Regions from separate parts of the Callithrix jacchus genome. Here region 1 is linked to region 2. The links are chromatin contacts, called in public Hi-C maps. All regions are on one chromosome and are shown on one strand. Each heading gives the region's core, a stretch centred on a gene start, on an enhancer-like site or on the middle of the called end of the contact. The rest is flanking DNA. Distances are from core to core; before and after follow the strand shown.

The links. A called contact is a pair of places that touch in the nucleus more often than the background predicts.
Region 1: a contact with region 2 is called in a Hi-C map of skeletal muscle, with 3 times the contacts expected there. The contact joins the enhancer-like site here to the promoter of CIPC in region 2. A contact is called at or near these places in 2 of 3 Hi-C or Micro-C datasets (both in skeletal muscle).

What each region holds. Positions count from the first base shown.
Region 1 is chr8:111,991,198-111,998,414 of calJac240_pri, forward strand. The region is part of intron 1 of CIPC (CLOCK interacting pacemaker); the gene reads left to right. Among named protein-coding and RNA genes, the nearest start is that of IRF2BPL, 36 kb to the left of the region's middle. Within about 2 kb of position 3,589, at least 6 of the 16 cell types and tissues checked have an H3K27ac peak or open chromatin away from gene starts, as enhancers often do. A contact at or near this core is called in skeletal muscle, where this site is marked.
Region 2 is chr8:111,953,323-111,960,504 of calJac240_pri, forward strand. CIPC (CLOCK interacting pacemaker) reads left to right here and starts at 4,151. Exons shown (of 4, transcript XM_035261140.3): 1 at 4,151-4,494. IRF2BPL (interferon regulatory factor 2 binding protein like) reads right to left here and starts at 5,389. Exons shown (of 1, transcript XM_009006378.4): 1 at 1,261-5,389. The coding sequence starts at 4,475. The coding sequence ends at 2,115.

The DNA of each region.
Region 1 (7,217 bases), core at 2,339-4,838, 37 kb after region 2:
CATTCCCATTTTTCAGATGGTAACAGTCACACATGGAGAGATTAAGTAACCAACCCAAGGTCACATAGCTAGTAACGAACTGGATTTGAACCCGGAGAGTCTGATTCCAGTAGCCATGCTCTCCTAGTGCCCAGGATTGCCTGAGCCGGTAGTGACCATAGGAAAGCCTCTGAAAGTCTTTTGCATGTATTCATTCACTCGTTCATTCAAACAGCAGTGATTTTTGAGCACCTACTAGGTACAAGGCATCATGCTATGTACCAGGGAGACAAAGGTATATAAAACAGACATAGGCTTAACAGGGAGACTGATATCAATTTACCATTTTAATAAATTTATAGTAAATGCAAAATGTGATAAGCAGCATGAAGGGGAAGTACTGGATCCAGTAAAAGCACCTAGAATGAGAACCTCATCTGTTTGGTGAGGTCAAGAAAGGATTCCCTGAGGAAGTAACAAATGAAGAAATAGCTTATACTGGCGGTTCTCAAAATGTGGTCCCTGGCCTAGCACCATAAGAATCACCAAGGAATCTGGAATCTGGTTTAAAAAAAATTTTTAAGAGACAGAGTCTCTCTCTGTTGTTCAGGTTGGAGTGCAGTGGCACAAACACAGCTCACTGCAACCTCCTGGGCTCAAGGGATCCTCCCACCTCAGCCTCCCAGGTAGGTACCCAGCACTACACTCAGCTAATTTTTTTATTTTTTGTAGAGACAGGTCTTGTCATGTTTTCCAGGCTGGTCTTGAACTCCTGGACTCAAGCAATCTTCCTGCTTCAGCTTCCCAAAGTGCTGGGATTACAACCGTGAGCCACTGCAGCAAAGAAATTTGTAAGAAAGGCAAATTCGGGCCGGGCGCGGTGGCTCAAGCCTGTAACCCCAGCACCTTGGGAGGCTGAGGCGGGTGGATCATGAGGTCAAGAGATCGAGACCATCCTGGTCAAAATGGTGAAACCCCGTCTCTACTAAAAATACAAAAAATTAGCTGGGCATGGTGGCGCATGCCTGTAATCCCAGCTACTCAGGAGGCTGAGGCAGGAGAATTGCCTGAACCCAGGAGGCGGAGGTTGCGGTGAGCTGAGATCGTGCCATTGCACTCCAGCCTGGGTAACAAGAGCGAAACTCCATCTCAAAAAAAAAAGAAAGGCAAATTCTTAGGCCCCACATATTCTGATGAGCCTCAGAATCTGTGAATAAGCATGCCAGGGGCTTCTGATGAATGCTGAAGTCTGAGAACCACTGGTGGCAAGACTTTGTGTAACAAAGTCCCCAAGGTGGGCAGGTGCAGTACATTAGGTCACCTGTGTGTCTAGGCTGGCCAAGTTACATAAAAGAATGGAAATGACTATGACAAAGGCTTCTGGAGGCCCCTCGTCACCTGATCTTGATCGTGTTTTGACTTCCAGGAAGCACTAGTCAGACAATGAATTCCTTTGCTGGGAAAGTGCCTTAGTCCTCAATGCCGAGAAAGGAACCCAGGAGGGAAACTCCTCCTTATCCTCAAGAAGCCTGTCAAGGGGCCTGTGGGGCCAGTTTCCCCTTAGATCAGTGCTAGCAAGGGACATTTTCTGCTGAGTAGAGGGTTGGTAGAGGTAGCTTCTACCCTACTCAGGAGGCAACCCTGAAACAGACACAGTGCCTCAAAGGCCCTGCGTGGCAGAAGGCACGTATCACTGCGGAGAGAGCTGGCTGGGGGTCGTCAGTGTGAGTTGCTGGAGCTAGGCTTGTTGCACAGGAAGGACTGGCTGCTGGTTCCTTAGCTGAGCCTGGACAGGCTGGGTGTGGCCATACCTGCTTGCTGGAGGTGTTAGCCCAGAAACACATCAAAATGGGTGACAACCAAACAGCCCCCCCAGACTCAGAGTCGAGAGGCATTTATGGGGTACCTACCATGTGCTAGACATTGTATGAGGCCCTCTCAAGGGTGTTAGCTCCCTCGTAAAGCTCCCAAGTTTGCAGATCCCTCCTCCATCATCCTGTCTACAAATACGGATTGACTGTTAGTTCAGGCTCGGTGCATCAGGACTCAGGGGCGAACAGGACAGATGTGGTATTCTCAGGGGCAACACAGCAGGGAAGACAAAGGAATACACATGTGCCAGATAAGGGGCTGTTGGTTGTTTTAGGGCCAACTATGAGGGCTCCCAGTGCTTTGTATCAAGAATGACTTCCTTTTATTTATTTATTTTTGAAGTGGAGTCTTGCTCTGTCACCAAGCTGGAGTACAGTGGCGCAATCTCGGCTCACTGCAACCTCCTCCGCCTGGGTTCAAGCGATTCCCCTGCCACAGCCTCTCGAGTAACTGGGATTACAGGCATGCATGAGCCACCACACCCAGCTAATTTTTTGTATTTTAGTAGAGACGGGGTTTCACCATGTTGGCCAGGATGGTCTCGATCTCCTGACTTTGTGATCTGCCCACCTCGGCCTCCCAAAGTGCTGGGATTACAGGCGTGAGCCACCTCCCTCCAAGAATGACTTCCTTTTTAAGGGTCTCTTGTAGTGAGAAAGAAATCAAGAGAAACCATAATTGGCTTGAGAGACTCAACATTGGCTTTGCCCACAGTTACTATTGAACACCACAGTAGAACTTGCTGGTAGCTGAGCACACGCAGGGCACAGCCACTAGACAGCGTGCTTATCCATCTCACTTCTTCCTCTTTCCAGCCATCCCGCCTCTCCATAATGTTTTTCACAAGATGATCAGAGACCCAGAGACCTGAAGAAAAAGGGGACAATGGGGATTGGAGGCCATAGGCTTTAGGGAAAGGTAGGGAGCAAAAAACAGAGCATTTGCAAAGCCCTGTCCCTGTTACTTTCCTCCCCAGTCTCCACCACCCAACTGGCATGTGAACTTCTTCCTGTATACAGCTCTGAGCAAAGCACCATATGGCAGTTTCATCAGGCCCACGGCCTGGTTTCCATCCAGCCCACTCTAATTTCCTCCCAGCCGTGGATCTGCAGAAGAACCCATCCTGTGGAAGGAGCTCGGAGGAAGAAAAAGAACAATAACAGTAAAGACGTACAGAGCACGAACCACAGCAGGGAGCTGTTCTGATCGTGTGTATGATGCGTGCAACAGCCCTAGCAATCATCACTATTAGCATCCCCATTTTATAGATGAAGAAACTGGGAGACAGATGTTCCGAGACATTCTCAAGGTCACATGGCTAGTGATGACAGAGCTGGGATGGGAGCCATGTTAACCATCAGATTTCGCTGACTCGCTGTCATAGGAAACCCAATCTTGACTAAACGATGTTGGCAGGAAGGGCTAAGAGCTTGGAAGAAGGGGTCCTCCTGATCTGGCTGGGACAGAGTGATGCCAGCAAAAAAGGGCAGTGAATCCATGAGGAGGGGAGGGGAGGGATGGGGTCAAGGCCTGGCTGACCTGACTCCAGCAAGCAGGGTCTGAGCTCCATAACTGGAGGTGTCAGGGAAGCATACAGAGGACTGGGAAGCAAGAAGATCCCTGGAGGGGCCCCTGCAGAGTAGTGGTCAGGGAGGGCTGGGGAGCCCCCAGGAGCCCTGGGAGCTTGTCCCTCTTTGGACTTCCTTCCGTGGCTAGGTTCTCTGCTCATCAGCAGTAAAGGGTAAGCATCCTCTCTGAACCCTGCGGAGCAGCAAGGCTGCACTGAGGCATCGTAGGAATGAGCGGCCCTGGGTGTGGAAGGACCTGGGTACGGGTCTCAGCTCCATATCTTCCAGCTGTGTGGCCAGGTCACACCTGTCACTCCCAAGTCTGTGAGCCTCATCTATAGGGCGGTCAAGGGATGTGAATAGGCTGAAGTATCAGGAAACCAACAGGGCTCCTCGCACAGAAGAGATGTATTGTCCATGATCATGCCCCCGGCCCCCATTCTTCCTTCTAGAACAAGAAAGAAGTAAAGGATCCCCGGGCAGTGGAGGCTGGACCCTTGGTAGGCTTGGCAGCCACACAATCTCTAGAATAGAAGGGCTCCTTCCACAGAGCAGAGTCCTAGAGGGTCATAGCTGTTGCCCTAGGCCTGGCAGGACAAGGGAGGCAGGGCCAGGCCAGATAGAGAGTTAGAGGACCCTAGGTTGGCACTGTGGACTGTCGTGCCCTGGCTCCTTTAGGATTCACAGGCCAGAGTGGTGGATATAGCCTAGTCCTCACTGCTGGAGACCCCACACCACAGTGGAGTCTGCACCAGGTGCACAGGCAGGAGGCAGAGCCATGCTTGCCCCTTTCTGGCTCCCTGGGATGCTAGAGGTAGCATCCTGCCAGCAAGCTGGTGGGTGCAAGAAGAAGGAGCTTTATTTAATGTAGCTACACCCCTTCTTCCCCCTCAGCTTTTGGGCTCCTTCCCCTGCTGCCGACCCACATGAGGGGCTTCTCACCCCAAGGCTCCCTGTATAGTGTCCCCTGGATGACCTGGCCACCAAAGTCCCACACTCAGATCACAAGGCCAGGATGTGCATAGGATGCTTTGGGCCTTCCAGTGCAGCAGGGACCTTTTGATGTGGGTCCAGGCAATGCCCAGCTCTCCTGCCTGGGGCTCCTTCTTGGAGAGTAAATGGGAAGGAACTTTGGAGGGAGCTGCTCTCTGCAGGAGATGATTAAAAAATGGGAATTTGGGGAGGGCCCTGATGGATGAGGGAGTCAGGCAACAAGCAAAGAAGAAAGGAGGGAAGTTTCTTTTTCTTTTTTTATTTTTACACATTATTTTTCCCTGCCTAGGGAAAAAAAGGTGAGCACAGAGGTAAAGAGAGAAGAAAAGTGAGCTGTGTGTGGTGGCTCACGCTTGTAATCTCAGCACTTTAGGAGGCCGAGGCAGGTGGATCACTTGAGGTCAGGAGTTTGAGACCAGCCTGGCCAATATGGTGAGACCCCATCTCTACTAAAAATACAAAAATTACCTGGGTGTGGTGGTGCATACCTGTAGTCCCAGCTACTCAGGAGGCAGAGGCGGGAGAATCGCTTGAACAGGGAGGTGAAGGGTGGAGTGGGCTGAGATCATGCCACTGCACTCCAGCCTGGGCAACAGAGCAAGACTCAGTTTCAAAAAAAAAAAAAGAAAAAGAAAAATGAAAGGTTTCTTTTGTGTCTAGTATCTCTGCTTTCCCCAGCAATAACCTATATGAGCAGTTTGCTCTGTATCATCCCAGACTATTTCTGGGCATTTACATGCATAATACATGCACATACCCAGGGGGACGATGTCAAGATCTTTGTCTCGCTTTGATTTTACATGAAGAGGATCGTGCTGACCACACTGCTTTGCAACTTTCCCCACAACTGTATATCCTGGACATTTTCTCATGTCAACAAATATAGAACATCCTCTTTTTTTTTTTTTTTTTTTTCTTTTTCTAGAGATGTGGTCTCACTCTGTTGCCCAGGCTGGAGTGCACTAGTGCAATCATAGCTCACTGCAACCTCAACCTCCTGGGCTCATGCAGTCCTCCTGCCTCAGCCTCATGAGTAGCTGGGACTACAGGTGTGCACCACGACACCTGGTGATCCTCATTCATTTTTTTTTTAACCTCTACCTAATATTCCATAAGTGGCTGTAACATGGTTGATTCAACCACGCTTCTCCCACTCAGGGTCCCAGCTCTAGGGGGCATGGGTCAAAAGATTTTCACGGTAAATGGTGCCTCTGCACAATTCCAGGGGATGCCATCCACACCCAGAATGCGGCAGCTCTGCCAGATGAACAGATAAGGCGGCTCCAGTTTCTGCCATGCAAACAATTCTGCACCGAGCATGCTCACCCGTCTCTTTGTGCACATGTGTGCATGGTTCTCCAGGCATTGATGCTTCAGGATGGAGCTGGCGGGGCATGCGTCCTACATTTCAGGGACCCTGCCATGGTGTGGGAGGACAGCCTAGGGTTCCTAAGCCCCCTCAGCCTCTGCTGAACCAGGTTGCCGAGCATACATCCATCATGTGGCTGCTGGCTGGGCCGCTGCTTCCAGGAAATCGATTGCAAAGACCTGCAATTGTCAGTGGCTCACACACTGGAGGCCATCCAGGGAGTAGATTAAATTGTGTGAGAAAATCGTACAGGGCTCAAGACTGATTATAATGGAGACTCCTTGGTGATCCTTCTGGAGAATTTAAAAGAACATAGGCAGACACACTCTCACCCTTGCTCACCCACCCACTAGCCCACCTGCCAGGAGCATAGCCCCCTCTGCCCTTGGAGAAGCCTTGCCTCATTAGCAGGCAGTGGGAGGCCTGGTCCGGGGCCCAGGCTGCCCGTGCACATGGCAAGGAGGCCAGCTGGGGCACCTGCTTCCCTGCAGCGTGGACCAGGTCGACCGTCAGGCTTTAGCTGCTCAAGGCCACTGAGCCCCCTTCTCCTCCATGCCAGCCCTCTTCTGCTTCCCCTGCAGGTATCACTGCAGCCCCTGCCTGCTCTGCACCCCAGGAGGAGTGGGACTGCTTCAAGGGCAGCCTGGAGGAAAGAGGCTTGGTGCGAACAAACACAACATGTTCCTTAACCAGGAAGGCGACTGGAGTCTTTACCTGGTTTCAAAGCAGTGAAGCCTAGAGGCCCCATCCCTTATTCTTTATTAGGATTGCCCTTTGACCCCAACCTCCCAGTTCCTTCCTCTCCAGATCCCCAGCCATGCATACCCCAATCTGGCCCTGCAAAGAATACCCAGCCACAGTTGTGAACTTGGGCAAACACATGAATTTTCTTTTTTTTTTTTTTGAGACAGAGTCTTGCTCTGTTGTCCAGGCTGGAGTGCAGTGGCGTGATCTCGGCTCACGGCAACCTCCGCCTTCCCGGTTCAAGTGATTCTCCTGCCTCAGCCTCTGGAGTAGCTGGGACTATAGGTATGCACCACCACACCCAGCTAATTTTTTTATTTTTAGTAGAGACGGGGTTACACCATGTTGTCCAGGCTGGTCTAAAACTCCTGACCTCATGATCTGTACACCTCAGCCTCCCAAAGTGCTAGGATTACAGGCGTGAGCCACTGCGCTCAGCCTTTTTATTTTTATTTTTTAAAAGACAGGGTTTTCCTCTGTCACTCATTCTAGAGTGCAGTAGTGTGATCATGGCTCACTACAGCCTTGACCTCCCCTGCTGAAGCAATCGTCTTGCCTCAGACTCCCATGTAGCTGGGACCACAGGTACACACTACCATGCCTGGCTAACTTTTGTATTTTTTGTAAAGATGGGGCTCTCTCACCATGTTGCCCAGGCTGATCTCGAACTCTTGGCCTCAAGCAATCCTCTC
Region 2 (7,182 bases), core at 2,901-5,400:
ACACGTGCGTGCGCATGCACACGCACAGTCCTGGTTTCTACCACTTCAGTGATGGCAGTGGCAAAGCAGGAACAGAAACTAAAAGGGTGTTATTAACAAGTCCCGACACCAGCCCAACCTCCACACAGGAGTTCTGGGCGAACCAGTGGTTTGTTTCTCCCCAAACGTGCCTGCACCCATCCCCACCTCGCAGTCCTCCCACTCCTTTGATGGGAGTGGAGTGGAGGCTCCAAGTTTCTTATAGTCAGTCCTTCACCCTCGGAGGACACCATCGGGGCCAGGACCCCGCCCAGGAATGAGGTGTGGCCAGGAATCAATGTGACTGGATCACCGGGTTCTGTTTTGTTTCCTCCCTCCTGTTTTCTGCTCTTCTATTTGCCTCCCAGGAAAGTACAAGGTTCAGATCAGGTTTGTTTGCCTTCCCCTACCTCTGGAAGGACTCCAGGCTGCTCTCAGCCCATGGGGCTCTGCTCTAAAGGGCATTAGTCTTCTGTCCCCTTCCCCACCCCTCTGCACCTCACAAACGCCGACAAAAGCTGACTAGATGAATAACTGCATTGCTTCACCAGCACGAATGGATTTTTATTTGGTGTCGGAAGTAAACCTTTACTTCAGGAACTGGATTTGGGGTTTCCCCCATCTTCCTCATCGTCGGAAACCCTCTGATTAACTCTTACATCTTCTGTCTTTAGAAAATTTTTAGAGGAAAGAAAACAACGTCATGAATGAGGTGAAAACTGCTTTTCCAAGACACCAGCCTGAAGCTACTGCTGACTCTCCAGGCTAAGTGTATGCTCCCAGCTCTGTGACACTTTTGTTTTAAATATGCAAAGACTGAAGTCTGTCATCTCTGAGAGGCAAAGCACCTAGCTTTTTCCCTACACTTTTCCCCCACTCGTCAAGTCACCAGCTGCATTGAATGTCAGCCTATATTCACGGCCACAGGGCGAGGCACCAAAAAGCATTCCTGACAATGCCATTTGCAGCTGGGCCCGCATCCGGGGGAAAATAGAGATGCTGAAGAGTAAACCGAAATTGCTTAGTCAGCAACTGTCGCCTCCCCAAGAGGTGAATGTAAATAGCCTGGTACTGAGGGGGAGGGGCAGCCAGGCAGCTCAGGGCCTTTCCCACAGGCCAGCTCCCAGGGCTTTCAAAGGCACTAGGATTTTCGTTCTGTATTGGAGGTAGGGAGGGTGTCCCTTACGTCGGAGTTGTGTGGCCTTAGCCCTAGAAAGACAAACTTGCTGACTCGGCGCAGAATTAATATCAATTGAATTTATTACAAGTTACTAAGCTCCAAGGCACATTACAGTGTTCTGTTAACTACAGAAATGTATAAAGGACAAACAGAGCAGATTCTCCATGTCTAGCATTTCGCTCTACTGTTCAAAAGCATCCGTGCATCAAGAAAGCAAAAACAAAACAACACGTGTAGATCCAACACATTCAGGTCAGTAGAAACAAACCAAAGCATTTTCCCCTCACAAACTTGCAACAAAAAACACCCCGTCCCCCCCACACCCCCCTTACCATTTTGCAAACAAAACAGAAAAACGAAACAAAAACAGAACAAAATAAAGTGAAGACTTCAACACTTGGGGCAGTTTAGAAGGAAGCTTTCACCATTTTATAGCATCATTTTTTTTTTTTTTTTTTTTTTTTTTTTTAGGCAGCAACACTGGCCTTGGCAAAAAAAAAAAAAAAAAAAAAAGTCTTTTTCTTGTGTCTGTTTCTCCTTTCAGAGAGTGCATAACATTTACAAAAATACACACCAGCAGCAGTCGTTGCTAAGGGCTATTAATTCTGTACCTAGGCAAACATTCTGCCACCAAATAAATGCTAACGAATATGATGCAAACGACCCAACCAATATGATACTGCTTAACACAAACCAGCTTATCCTTCAAATGAAGAAGTTACATACCTTTGTTTCAAAATATAGAAACATACGACGAAAATAATGTCTATACATAAGACTAACTTTTTGCAGTTTTGTTATATTCACAATTCTACATCTTGGGGGTGAGGGAAGGGAAGGTCGAGGTGGGTGGGGGTGGGGCCCTCAGGATTGGAGAGGAGCTGGTCTGGGGCAAAGGAGGTGGCTGCCCGGTGGTTCAAGGGTCTCTCTCCTTTTTCACTTTAACATCCCCAGCTAAGATAGTCGCGATTTCGCCTTGCATGAAGGCCCAAGGTACATTCGACCCGACTAGGGGGCATTTCTCTCCGCTGGGGCAATACACCTCGCCGGTGGCCCCCTGGGCCTTGATACTCTCTCTAGAGCAAGGGAAGCAAAATTTGTGGCTGGGGACGGATGGGCACTGAACGAAATGCGTGTCCTCCAAACGTTCGTGGCAAATGGTGCAGCAGAGGGGTCCGCTGTTGGCCATGGGGGAATCCGGAATGTTCTGGGGATGCACTTGGTCCATGCCCGGATGGGCGCTAGGCGGCGGGGGCGCCACCTGTAAATTCAGGTCCCCGTTACGTGATGCCAAGCGGCGCTGGCCCGGCACGGAGGCCGGCGAGACTGGGCTGCTGCTGTTGCGCCGCGCGGACGCAGTGGTAGAGTGCACGGAACTGCCATCCTTGGGCGAGTGCGCAGTGCCCAGAGTATCTGCCACCGACATGAGGGCAGCCATGGGGGATGGACCGTTCTGGGGGGCTGACTCAGGTGGGGTGGTCCGGTTGGAATGGGGTCCCAGAGGTGGGGGCGGCGGAGGCGGACCCCCTGTCGCGTGCCCCGGCGCCGCGAAGCCCCCGGCGGACATGGTGAGCTTCAGCGCCTCGCTCTGGTTCGCCATCCACTGCTGCCTCTGCTGCTCCTCACCCAGCTTCAGCGCGCCCTCGGCTGGGTCCGGGGGCTCGGGAGAGGCCTTCCTCTTGCGCAGGCTGGCGGCTGCGCCCCGGCCCGAGGTCGCGGTGGACGGCAGGGCCCCGGTACCCGGGGGTGCGCTAGGGGCGCGGCTCAGACTCACCAGTGCTGTGGGTAGCATGGGGCAGCTAGCGTCCAGGTAGGGCTGGGGCAGCATGTCGGCGCCAGGCACGCCCTCCTTGAAGAAGCGCACGGCCTCGGGCAGCAGGTCCCCAAGCAGGCGCCAGTCCCCGGAGCCGTGCTTCTTTTCGTACTCCAGGTACTTGAAACCCGAGGACAGGCCCCGGCCGAAGTCCTTCATGCAGTCCTGGTACATCTGCTTGGCCACACCAGACGCACTGGAGTACACGTTGCCCGAGCCCGTGGGGTACTCAATGAACAGCTTCAATTCGTAGTCCATGCCGGGCTTGGAGACGGCGTCGAAGGCGAAAACGCGGCCCAGCAGCGAGTGGTCCTTCTTGAAGCGAACCTCGTAGGGCGTACAGCCCGCCAGCGTGAGCAGCGTGTCTCGGACCATCTTGGGCTTGTTGGCCCACTCCTCGGCGCGGTTGCGCAGGCTCTCGCTCAACTCGGCCAGGGCCTCGGCGTTGCGCTGCTTCTCCTTCAACTCGCGCTCCTGGTCCATGCTCGATACCGAGCCGGGCCTTTTGCCACCAGCACCCACGCCCACCTCCGCCACCGACGAAGAGGTCGAAGACGACGCGGACGACGTGGCCGATACACCCGGGTTACCCCCGAGACAAGCGGGGCCCCCGGGAGCCCCTGGGGGAGCAGGCGTCGGGGGCCCACGGCTGCCTAGCGCATGAGGCGGGGGTGGGGGGAGGACCGCGGCGCTGGCCGGGCCGTTAAGCAGTGTCTGCGGTAGCAGGTTGGGGGGCACGGTGAGCTGGGGACCTCCGCCACCCCCCGGATTGGGCAGCCCCGTCACCAGCCCACCGTGCGTCCCACGCCGGGACGCCACCGATGCCGCCGCTGAAGAAGAGTTGGGGCTCTGGCGATTCAGCTCTGGGGGTCCCTCCTCCGGTGCTGGTTTGGGGAAGCCGTTTGGGCCCCCCAGGCCGTTGGGCAGCCGCGCGGCGTGGCTGCTGCTTCCCAGGCTCACCGGCGGTGGCGGGTACTCGAAGCGGCTGCGCTGTTCCACGGCGGCGGCGGCGGCGGCGGCGGCGGCTGCGGCCGCGCTCAGGCCATAGCGCTCTAGGCCAGACGGGGCCGCCAGCACCGCAGGTTTGCTGGGACCATCTACGTGGTTGAGCTGCTGCTGTTGCTGCTGCTGTTGCTGCTGCTGTTGTTGTTGCTGCTGCTGCTGCGCGGCGGCCGCCGCCGCTGCCGCCGCTGCCGCGGCCGCTTCCTTAGCCGACAGGGCCACCGTCTTGACCCCGACGGGCGGCGGCGGCCCGGGGGAGCGGCCGTCCTGGAAGCAGCCGTGCGCCCGCTTCAGCTGGCGCGCGGTCTCGATCACGAACTCGATGCGATCGGCGCCCTCGTAGTTGACGCAACCGCGGCATACGGGTTCCGAGAAGTCCCAGATCATGGCCCAGGGCATGCGGGGCAGGTCGCACAGGTAACAAGATTGTCTCCGGGACGAGGACACCTGCGCCGCCGACATGATGCCTGCCCTGGGGAAGGTAGGCCCCCGCCCGGGCTGTCTCTGCGGCGCCTTCTCCTCCGGGAGGACTGGCCGGCTGGGGAGGGAGTCCGACTGCGGGGGAGGGAGGAGGGGGGCGAGAAAGTTCTGCCCCAGGGGCTGGAGGGCGCGCGAGTCTCCACCGCCGGCGCAGCGCCTCGCCGTGGGGCTCCACTGACCGGGCGGAGGACGGGTTCAGCCCGCTCTTCGCCCCCACCTCCTACTGCGGATGTCTCGTCGCGAGGGGAGCTCAGGAGCCTTCTTCCTGGTGCCGCGGACTTGGGCTGGAAGCTCCGGGCCCGAGGGGAGGGGGCGAGGGTGCCCGGTGCTGGCCGCCGTTGCCTCTTGGCCCCCTCCCCGGAGTGGCGGGTGCGTGGAAGCTCGAAAGGGGATGTCTCTTCCTTTCCCCGGGGGCCCCCCTACGAGCTGCGTCCTCTCCCCGACGGGCCCCCTGGGGCGAGGGCTAGAGAGTTCAGTGCCACCCGCTGCCCGGGTCCAATCTTGCTGAAGCCGCTGCTTCCCCGGAGGGCCGGGGGAGGGGGTGGTAGCCGAGAAAGGACCTTCTCCCCTCCGTGGCGTCGGCCGTTCCGCTGGCAACGGCTGGGTTTGCACCCAGGAGGGAGCCGCCGCGGCCACTGCTTCCAGGACGCACGAAAGCAGAGGAGAGGAGGGCACGCACGCAGGCTCCCGCCGCCCCCAGGCCTGGCCGGCGCCCGGGCCGCCGCGGCTGGCGGCGCTCACGTTGGCTGCAGGGCGCTCGCGCGGCGCCTCGGCCCGGGTCGCATCCCTTCCCGCTCGTGCTCGCGCTCGCCCGGAATGTGGGGTTGTGATTGTTACTCTACGTTCCGGAGGCGCGTCTCGGCGCTCCTGCTCCGGCTGCGGCTCGCGCTGTCCCCGGCTTGGCCGCGCGGGATGCCGCCCGGGCGGAGCGCTGACGTCACCGCCATGCTCTGCACCAGTTCTCCCCCCCTTTACACTTCCTCTGTGGAGCCCACTTGTTGCTCGGGAAAGGCGCATGCGCGGCAGGACGCCCAGATTCCTCCCAGCCGGCCCCTCCTCCGCGCCTCCGCCCTCCCCTCCCCCTCGCCGTGTGTGTACAACAGCTGAGGCCCGGCGAGCTAATGCTGGAAGTCCAGAGCTGGGGGTGGAAATTAAACAGATGATGACCTTTCCTTTCCCTGCCCGGCATTCCCAAGTAAAAACGCATTTAAGAACCAGTAGCGTCGCTTCCGATCCCTGCTCCCCACCCCCAAGCCCTGGCAGTGAATTTAAATGCCCTGTTTCGGGATTTTTCGTCGTGAATTTCGTATAAGGTATTAACCATTTCATCTGCGATCAAACCTTATCCCACCTGGCATGGATGTTACATTCAACGCCACCACTGATGCCGAAGCACCTGCAAACTTAGCTGTTTTCTAATCTTCCAGAAGCTGCCTTTTCTATTTGTTTTTGTGCCTTGGGTAGGAACCCAGGCTTCAACGATGGAGCTAAATTAATTCTGGGTGCGCTACCCTTCCCCCCAGCCGCACTCTAAAAATTTTGGCTGAACGTCTAAAGAAGATACGAGCACCCCGAGGCCTTTAAGGAAAGCAGTCAACTGGCTGCGCACAGCTGCAGTTGAGGGCAGGGAGGGGTAGGTGCAGGAGAGGCCAAACAGGTGAGGTTTTTCTAGCGTTTGATTTTTAAAAGGCGGGGGCAGTTTTTAATAATACTGATAACTTTGTATCTTTTTGTAAAACACAGCCGCAGTTTTTTTTTTCTTTCTTTTGTTTTTTTGGAGACGAATCTCACTCTGTCGCCCAGGCTGGAATGCAATGGCGCGATCTCGGCTCACTGCAACCTCCGCCTCCAAGGTTCAAGTGATTCTCCTGCCCTAGCCTCCCAAGTAGCTGGAACTACAAGCGCACGCTGCCACGCCAGGTTTATTTTTTCCACTGTGTTGCTGAGGCTGGTCTCGAACTCCTGAACTCAGGCAGTCGTGTCTGTGTCTTCCCCTCCCCCCGCCCGGCAAGGTGCTGGGATTTCGGGCGTCAGCCACCACACTCGGGGGGTGGGGGGGTATTTTTTGAATGGATGGATGGAGTTTTGCCATGTTGCCCAAGCTAGTCTTGATCTCCTGGGCCCAAGTGATGCACCCACGTTGGTCTCCCAAATTGTTGGTATTGCAGGCATGAGCCACCTCACCCAGCCTCAATTTGTTTCTTTTCATAATAGGAGATAACTCTTACTTAGCCTTGTTGTGAGACACTTAGTAAACTAGGTGGCTTACTTGCATCACCCTTAATATTATCTACAGTATTTAGGGGATATTATCTATAGTATTTTGTGGTGTTTGTTGATGTTTTGAGACAAAGTCTTACTCTGTTGCCCAGGCTGGAGTGAAGTGACATGATTTCGGCTCTACCTCCCAGGTTCAAGCAATTCTCCTGCCTCAGGCTCCTGAGTAGCTAGGATTACAGGCAACCACCACCACACCCGGCTAATTTTTGTATTTTTAGTAGAAAGAGTGTTTCGCCGTGTTGGCCAGGCTAGTATCGAACTCCTGACCTCAGGTGATCTTCCCTCCTCAGCCTCCCAGAGTGCTGGAATTACAGGCATGAGCCACCGCACCCAGCCTATTATACTATTAAACCCTTAATATTATCTACAGGGTAGATTCTTTTAACTCCATTTTACAAATCAGGAAAGT